2 separate regions of the Gasterosteus aculeatus genome follow, and region 2 is linked to region 1. The links are chromatin contacts, called in public Hi-C maps. All regions are on one chromosome and are shown on one strand. The core of a region is the stretch at or near the end of the contact, and the rest is flanking DNA. Distances in the headings are between cores, read along the strand shown.

Region 1 (4,601 bases), core at 1,362-3,861:
CAGACTCCCGTGGGGGGCTGGGGGGCCGCCCAGGGGTCCGCTCTGGTTTCAGTGGGGCTGGAGCAGAGTAGGCGAGGGGGGGGGGATGGGTGGGTGCTGGCCTGGGGAAGGTGGATGTCTGCTGAAAGCCTCCTTTGTTGTGATCATATTATGTTTCCACCACAATACTTCTAACTCTGCTCCATCAGCTCCATTCATGTGTAACAGCTCATGCAAATGGCTGCACGGGCCTTTTTCTAGAGGAGGGTGTGGGGGTCCGAGGGGGGGTCCTTTCATCAGTCTACCACCCAACTACTGGTCCGCACACACCAGCGCAGACGCTGACCCCCTCACAGAGCTTCACTGTGTCACGTGTCTGATGACAAACCACAGGAAGCATCACATCATTCCAACGTTTGCCCCCCATGGGACCACGCACCGGAATGTAAGGATCAAGCAGAAGTGTGTGTGTGTGTGTGTGTGTGTGTAGAATAGAACAGTTGCGCAGCGGTTGCTGGTAAATGAGGTGATGTTTGCAGTGGAGCCCAGAGGTTCATCACAAGCGGCTTCATGGCCGCCGGAGGGCTTCTGTCGTCATTGAGGCCAAATAGTAACCGCGCGTCTGCTGATGACCCCAAACTGACCATACAGGTGCTTTTGCACACAAGAGCCCCAATGCCTTAATTTGACCCCTCCAGCACTCTTTTGGAGGAGCTCTGCCCCAAATCCAGCGTGTCCCACGGAGGGGGGGGGAGACACGCAGGGGACAGCGCTGCAGAGAAGAAGCGACAGTGGCAACAAGCCCGTGAATAACCGACTCACCCGGGACGACGACGCTCTCCTCTTGTACTTGTTGGCGAAGTCGAACTTCTCCTTGATGTCGTCCAGGAGCTGCTGCAGGCGGGCCGCCTCCCCCTCCTCTTTGAGCGAGTAATCCTGGCCCAGGAGGATGTACGCCCTCCAGTTGGCCGAGTCGAAGCCCCAGTGGCAAGTCCGGTTCTCCTGAGCCTTGTGGCTGTGCACCACGAACTTGTGGGTCGGGTACATGAGTCTGCAGTCCATGCACTGGATGCACGCTGCGCCGGGGCTGCTGTACAGCTCCGGCACGAACAAGCCCCGGCACTTGCCGAAACACTCGTGGTAGACCCTGAAGCTCCTCTCGGTGAGCTCCAGCTCCAGCGAGCCGCCGCCCGGCTCCCTCTTGCAGCGCGGCGGGAAGGCGCCTCCGTAGACCAGGGCGTTGCACAGCCGCTCCGCGTCGGTCTTGGTGATGAGGCCGCAGGACGGCGCCGAGAAGGGCAGCACGCCCATGACTTTGAGGATGTCCAGCTGGTCCGCCGTGCAGCGCGAGCAGTAGATGTGCAGGTCGTCGCACACCGAGTTGATCTGCTGCAGCGAGAAGTCCCGCAGCACCGTGTTGAGGATCTGCGGCAGGCACAGCCGCTTCTCCCCGCCGACCACGAAGCACGAGACGGTCTCGCCCTCCAGCACCGTCTCGCACCTCTCCGTGGAGCGGTCGGACGGGATGAAGAGCGGGCCCGGCATGGCCGGCGGCGGCGGCGGCAGACGCCGCGGGACCGGCTCGGGCTCCTCGCCCTCCTTCTTGAAGAGCAGCTCGTGCTGCCAGCGGGCGGAGAAGGCCGCCGGGCCGCCCAGCGAGCTCATGGAGCTGAGGTGGAACTGCTTCAGAGTCCGCTGCAGTCCCGGGTGCGGCTGGAAGCTCTGGCCGCTGACGGGCTCCATGTTGCTCCCGCGACTTCAGAAGCGCGAATCCGACGGTCGCGAGTGTGCGTGCGCGCGCGAGCCCGGCGAATCCACGGGGTGCGAGAGGCGAGCCGAGCGGCGGGGCGCCTCATCAAACATCCGGTAAAAAGTCCCACGGGCTCGCACTTCTGTCCCGGCCGCGACTACAGGCTGAGCGCCGGCCCGTCGCTGCCGGCCGCGGGCCGCCGACTGTCCATGCCCGAAGAAACGCCTCGGAAAGTCCGCGCAGGTTCCGCCCGTCGAGCTGCGGACAAAACGACCCTCGTTTCAGGCTCCTTCCGCTGCGATCCGCTGCGTCTGCCCCCGCGGTTCACTGTGACTGCGGGGAGAGACGTCTGAGAGCCAGCCTCCCTCCTCCCTCCCCCCTCTCTCTCTCTCTCCCTCCCCCGCTATGTATCTCCCTCCCTCCCCCTGCGTGTGTGTGTCTGGCTCAGTCATTGAATCCCAGCCAGGAATGCGAGTGACTCCGCAGGCAGGCCGGCTCTTCCAGGAACTAGCCGCCCCCCGCCGCTGCCCTGTGGAGAGAAGACAACGAATGCCGCGTTCACGTGATGTGGGAAAACGTGCCGCGCGCCTACTTTCCCACAGAAACAACTCCGTTAGTGAGCGCGCGTGTTTGTTATTTACTTCATGACATGTTGGGGACTTTCTTTTACCCCGGAATACTCTATTTATTTAGTTATAAGTCATTTAGTTTACTCCCGACAGCCTAGTGTGGTTCTGTAGTATTCCCAAAGAGGTCTGAATGGAGTGAGTTAATTGTTGTAGCCCAGAGATTCCCAAAGTGTGGGCCGCGGCCCCCTGGTGGGCCGCGAAGGTACTGCAGGTGGGCCGCGAGAGGTCATTTACAATAAATAAATGTTTTTTCATTTTCAATTTTTTAAAGTTTGAACTTAATATAAAAATATTTATGATGCGGCACATTAGTTATGTGAAACATTAGTTAATGAAGCACAAACAATTTAAACGGACAGATTAATAAACAAACTAACAAACAAACAAAAATTAACAAACGCGGCGCCCTCTAGTAGTATTAAAGTAAATATACCGCATTTTCCGCACTCCAAGGCGCACTTAAAAGGCTTTAATTTCCTCAAAAAACGACAGCGCCTTATAATCCGGAGCGCCTTATATACACATGGATCAATTGGTTACTCGGTTGATCCGTACTGGTCGTACACGCCGCTCAAGGCGCTCTGACAAACACGCCAAAGCTCGTCTACGACGGCGAGATGCTGAGCGGCGCTCAAGCGCGTGAGATATGGAGCTTATTTAATCATTATGTTTTGATCAGAGTTGTGATTAAAGGTTTGATTGGCTGCGAAATATTTTCAGATTTCAAAGTGGGCCGCGGCGTTCTCGTGTTTGGGAAGCGCTGGTGTAGCCTGTGAGCCTACGAATAAGATTGCTTTCTGAAATGTACTCATCCGGCTAATATTTGGCTAAAAGCTCCGGTTGTTGTCTTTGTAATCAGCGTGCAGTTTATGATTGCTGTCATAATCCGTTCATTCATCAACTCAAACATAATGCAATCTGCTGACGATCCGATTTACTATTTTTCTCAGGACCCTGAATGTAGCAAAAGAAAAGCGTGTTTATGTGAATCATTTGGTTCGAGGCTGGAGAGACAGTTACATCACATCACGTGTCATTTATCTGACGCTTTTATCCAAAGAAGTGCATTTCAACCATAAGGACTCAAACTCAGAAGAACAAGAAACAAGAAAGTGCGATTTCTTTAAATATGCCAATTTACACTTTGCTGTAGATAAGAGCCGTTATAAGTACAATGTAAGCAGTCTTTTAGTCTGGAGACGTGTGTCTATAGTTTGCGGCAGAAGAAGAAGACTCTGCGTTCCTGATCCGCTCACCATGGATCAGATGTCAATCAACAAGAAATGGTCTTTGATGGTTGGGTTTTTGATCAAGGCTACGTGATTTAGTTTCAGGGCCCAGGAAAAAAAACCTGGAGTGATTAATAATAATTAATATTATTCTTACTCCTCAGGAGGTCCTGCCTGAAGTCCTCACTCAATAAGCAGTTCTGTGTTCCTTTGGCATCCTCTAGCCTAACATGGCTGAAACTGCAGCCGGGGGGAGATGGAGGTAAGATCCTCCGGGGGAGGCCAGCAGGCAGAGGGGCGATCAGCGGAAGAGAACCCGAGAACATTCTGGGGGCTCCTGTTAGAAAGGGATCCATGAGAAAACTGAGGTGGAAAGTTTTCCCAGGCGAGCCTGTACGCTGACAATGGCCAGAGAAGAGAAGGGAGCCGTCAGGTATGATTCATCGCGACGCTTTCATGTTGCGTGATGCCACGTGTGAGGCGTGTAGGACGGGGAGTTCTGAGTGTGCTTAATGAACATGGAATGTTGTTCCTCATAATGCTCTGTTCAACATTCCTCACAACGTTATAACATGACCAGTTATGCACAATGTGTCTACGGAGGGATTACATTCGTACAGGTAATGTCGTATCTTATAATAATAGGTTTTTTGGGCACTTTTCTGGGTAGCCAAAGACGCTTTAGGACGTATATAAGGGGTCACCGTGGCGCAGGGGTAGAGGGGACATGTCCCATGTCAAAGTGTCTCTGAGCAAGACACCTAACTCCTCCTAAGCCTTGGGTTAAAAATGCAATGTACGTCGCTTCGGATAAAAGCGTCAGCTACATGACCTGTAATGTAATGTAAGTATACTAAAAAACAGAAATGTAACTGGAGAATGCGTCATGTAGGGGTTAGGAAAGGGGCTTTGTTCTGGGGTCTTGTTTGAGGCGCAGTGGGAGCCTGGCAGATTTGGATGGGGAGGGCGTTTCAAGTGGATTCCTTCAGACCTTGATACTGGAAGGGTTACAGA
Region 2 (4,483 bases), core at 299-2,798, 41 kb before region 1:
TCACACACGCACACACGCACACACGCACACGCACACACACACACACACACTCAGCCTCTTTCATTCAACTTTACAACGCTGCCCCGATAAGCAGGTTGCTACACATGAGAGACTTCAAAGACACATAGAAAACACGCGTGTGCGTAGATCCGCCCCCTTTACGGCGCTGGTTGCACAGACAGGATGTCACACTTCTAAAATAAGGCTTCCCGATTAGCCGAGATGTGCGCCAGGACGTACCCAGTCTGCACCGTCTGACAACATGGCGCCTCGTGCTGTGGAGGAAGGACACCGCTATGGGAGAGAACATCGGCCTTTTACCAACATTCACACCGTTGGTCTCTGATCAACTTGTGAAGCTCGTGTCTGTAATCAAAGTATCGATATATCGGCCTCTTTGACGCTGTGAAATGCTCATTCGGGGCCTTTGCTTCACACTTGGCAGCTCGGAATGACCCCAGTATGAGAAGGTCACAGGGCCTCAAGTCATGTGGAAGCATGTGTGGAAATAGTGAGAGTGGCAGACCCGTCTCAGCTGCCGAAGGGCCCCATGCCGGGCCCCTTGTGTGTGTGTGTGTGTGTGTGTGTGTGTGAGGCAGGATGGGTGGAGTGATAAACACTGTCTGTGTCTTTTGAAACACTTCCTCTGTCTGCATGGCAGTGATGTTTTTCACAGTTACACAAGATACTCCGAGCAGCACATTTGAACAATATCAAATATGAGACTTGAGCTCGTACACGTTGGCCAGACGTTTGTATCATGCTACTGAAGTTCCTAGTACGCTTCTTGTTTTAGCAGGACAAGATATTGATAGTACAGTATTGGTATCACATACCCTGTTATTAACAGAAGGATAAACCTGATTAACAACCACGTATAATGTTCTACAGCTCACAATAGCACAGTAGTAAATGACACATGTCAATGATTGTGATATCTGGTCAATGCAGCAGATGAACTGAACGCTGTGGAACACCATGACATCTTTGCACCAGCACTGCTCTAGTAACGAGAAGAATACCATCCCTCAAGTTGTGGACATTGTGAAATCCTTCTGCTGAGTGCATGACATGTTCCCTCTGGGGCTCTTTGTTGCGTTGTACCTTTTTTAAATCAGAAGGGTTTGTTAAGTAAACCGATGAGTTCAGAGAGAGTTCTGTACAGCTGATCAGCGCCTAACGGCAAACATATGAGGCCGTCCTAAACACGGCAGACCAACGTATCCGTGTTGAATCTCTGTTTCCAGCTCAACTTAATTTGAGTAGCAAGCAGGGAAGAGAGCGGCGGATTTGGAGGAAAGGTTATTCTTGTAGAGCTCTGTTGGAGCGACGCCAGAAGGGGCCTGCGAGCGAGCCAGCGGTTTCCGGAGCGACCGCCTTCTGAAAACCTGATCTCAAGGCCAGTTCTGGTCTGAGGTTAAACTCAGGAGTTGTGGCGTTGATAATGGGAGTCACCCAAAAACAAAAGGCCACCGAGTACTCGACCTGAATGACGCTGCTCCTCTTGACACAATCTGTCATTTCCATCTAGGCCCGCCCCCCAGTTTCACTTTGTGCCACTCCCTGCTATCGCCGTCTGTCCCACAACCCCCACCCCGCCCTATCCGTCTATCTGTCTGTGTGCGCTTCCTGTCTCATAGATTACAGGATGTCCTCTGCAAACAAGCAAGATTCAAGTTGCAGACAAAGCAAACAAGCAAAATCTATTTGACAGAAGTGCAAAACGCAGGGACAAACAATGTTCAGGGGCTAAAAGAGCTTCCAGTACATGTAAGAAGTCACAAACCAAAACCACAACTACCGCCATGAGAACAAACACCGTATGCCTCCAGCCAGGACGACTTCTCGAATTGATCTACTGGAATAAAAGTACACAATGGCTCAACAATTTATTGTCATTCATTTCACGAACAAATCCTGACTCACTTTCTACCTCACAAGCCTTTTCTGTAGCTTCCGCCCCATGATCGGCCTCATGTTTGCTCTGCTGTGGCTGAATATCTCCATGACAACTGACCAAACTCCATCTGCTAGGAGAAGATTGAGAACCGCGGCTGGAATGGTTTGAATAATTGAAAGACATTTATAAAATGCTGGATCTTTGCTAGTTGACTTGTCGGTGTAACACTCGGCGTTCTAGAACATGACACTGATCCTCAACGGGGCCTTCAGAGGAATCCTTTCTGCTTGGACAACATAATGTGACTGAGTGTCAGGACTGCGTGCTGTCGGAGAAAAACAACTTGTGATGACATGGCGCTTGACAGGTTGCCTAACCCGACACCCCCCCACCAAGCCTTGGCTCGGATGAAAGGGCAACCAAGCCGTTGTCTTTGCTCTCTGTTCACTCCGGAGGGCGAGCAGGGCCGCACCCTCCGTGTGACCTGACGTTGGCCTCCCTGCAGGTTCCTCTGAGGGGCCCGTGGTGGAGGGAAGGCAGGAGGCCCCCCAGGAGGCCAAATGAGCGCTCACGCAGCCACAAAGGCTCCACATATGGTCGGTGACAAACAGGTGTTGGACAACACGTCCTTCCCATATTCATGCACAGAAAAACGGCTGACCTGGGACGCTGAGCGTCGTGGCTGAATCAGCTGCTGGCCTTGGGGGAAACAAACAAGCCCCCCCCCCCCATACGGAGCATTTTATGTCTGCTGTGAGGCGCGTAGGTGAAGTGAGCTGCTGAGTTAGCGTCTCACCACCACGCCATGCTCCCTTCTCCTCTCCATGCCCGGGCGAAGCGAGTGAGATTCCTCGACTGTACGTTTGTGGGTTCCACCCCCCCCCCCCCCCCCCCCACCCCCACACACACACACACACACACACAAACACACAAACTCACAGAGCGCAAATGTTGGCAACTGCTTCATCCCACCATCTTCTGCTTGGCGGAGGAGTCGCAGAGAACAATGGGGCCTCTGTCTTGCAAGAAGCAAACAGCAAAAACACTTTGCAGTCAAAGCGTTGCAGCGCTTCCCTGCAAAGCATCAAAATCATCTTATTATTCAAGAGTCTCCGTCCTGCCGAGGCGCTGATCCGACTTCAACACAAACAGGTTTGCTGACTACACTGGAAATGACCTCATCGAATATTCCCTTTGATACAGCGCAGAGTAATTTCTTCCATGCTCAGCACATAAGTAACCAAAAAGTAAGTGGAAACTAGTTGAGCTTGTTGGAGAACAGTGCTGGAAGTGTGTACGTGTGGACGAATGGCCGATGTTCTGACTCTCAGGTAGCTGCATACAGAGTGGTACACGCCTGTACCACCACTCCCCACATAAGCCATCATTATCCCATTAGCAGGGAAGCTTCCCATCCATTCCCCTGCTACTACCCAGCAAAACAAGACGACACTTTGTGTTCACGGCCCCATTTGCACGGATACTCGCTGCTCCCTGCAAAATGCGCTCGCTCCCGTCGACCTTTCACCTGGAGAGACGGTACAGCGCTATCTGATATCTCCATTTCAGGCCCAGAGAATGATTTGCTGCTGTTCCAGCACCTTCCACTTCCAGGAAGAGTCCGGAGAGGCTGGTGGCCAAAGCTGAAGAGAGAGTTCCAAAAGCTAATGTCTCCAGCTAGGACGAGGGTTGAACAGGTTGCACATGTCGCCCCAAAAAAGAGAGAAGAAAAGATAATGTAAGATAAAATTGTCAATATTTGCGTTTTTGAAATACAGAACGCACCCATTAATATTTGTAAAATATGATATCTGCGCAAAACATGATCTTTTCTGCACGTCCCTGCCTGTCATACGCACGTCACGTCTGTTCTATCTGCGCTAGGGGCAAGTTGCCCGCAGAAGGCGGGTCTAAGGAGCACTTTAGCCAATTGCTGATTAAATACAAAAATGTGACATACAATTTAGCCAATCAGCGTCTTAAACGGACTCAGCCTGGAGCAACATTGGTTTGGCCCCAAGCTTACTTGCGTTCTTGTCATGGTATCAACAGGCGGACGACATTCTGGAGGAAGAGCACGGATTTTATCACCATTCAAGCAGACGAGACGACTGACGTATAGACAGTATATATTATAGCATACCAGTTATTATTTCATATATAAATATTATACTGTACTGGCTTTTATTTAATACATATTATATCGTACTGAATTGCCTGGAGGTGACATTAATAAGATATATAATATCAAATATTTAACGGCATGTGTTTTTGATACCTTTAATTGTTTTGCATTAAATCAACTTTGGATGTTATTACCTAGAACATTAGCCATGGGGCCCAAACCCTCACCAGCTGCACGTCTTGCTTAAATCAGATCCTGCAGTGTGAACATGGTAACAAGAGGAACCAACAACAACCGGTGATATGCGAGCAGAACCCAGTGCTAGAATAATCCCAGCTAACGGCAACGGAGGATTCCTCTTTGCTCTGCTTTGACTGTATGCACCAGCATGGAAAAAGGGGAGGGAAGGGGAAGAGATTGGGAAGGTAGAAGGATCTCCGTTTCCTTTCGCCAAATTT

What was found. Hi-C and Micro-C count contacts between places; a contact is called where the count stands out from the background.
Region 2: a contact with region 1 is called in a Hi-C map of whole body, with 4 times the contacts expected there. The contact joins the enhancer-like site here to the promoter of skia in region 1. A contact is called at or near these places in 6 of 6 Hi-C or Micro-C datasets (blood and trunk muscle, liver, skeletal muscle and 2 more).

What each region holds. Positions count from the first base shown.
Region 1 is chr2:24,642,293-24,646,893 of fGasAcu3.hap1.1, reverse strand. skia (v-ski avian sarcoma viral oncogene homolog a) reads right to left here and starts at 2,611. Exons shown (of 7, transcript XM_040192727.2): 1 at 802-2,611. The coding sequence starts at 1,722.
Region 2 is chr2:24,682,461-24,686,943 of fGasAcu3.hap1.1, reverse strand. All of the region lies in intron 1 of skia (v-ski avian sarcoma viral oncogene homolog a), which reads right to left. Among protein-coding and RNA genes, the nearest start is that of LOC144387575, 25 kb to the left of the region's middle. Within about 2 kb of position 1,548, at least 6 of the 9 cell types and tissues checked have open chromatin away from gene starts, as enhancers often do.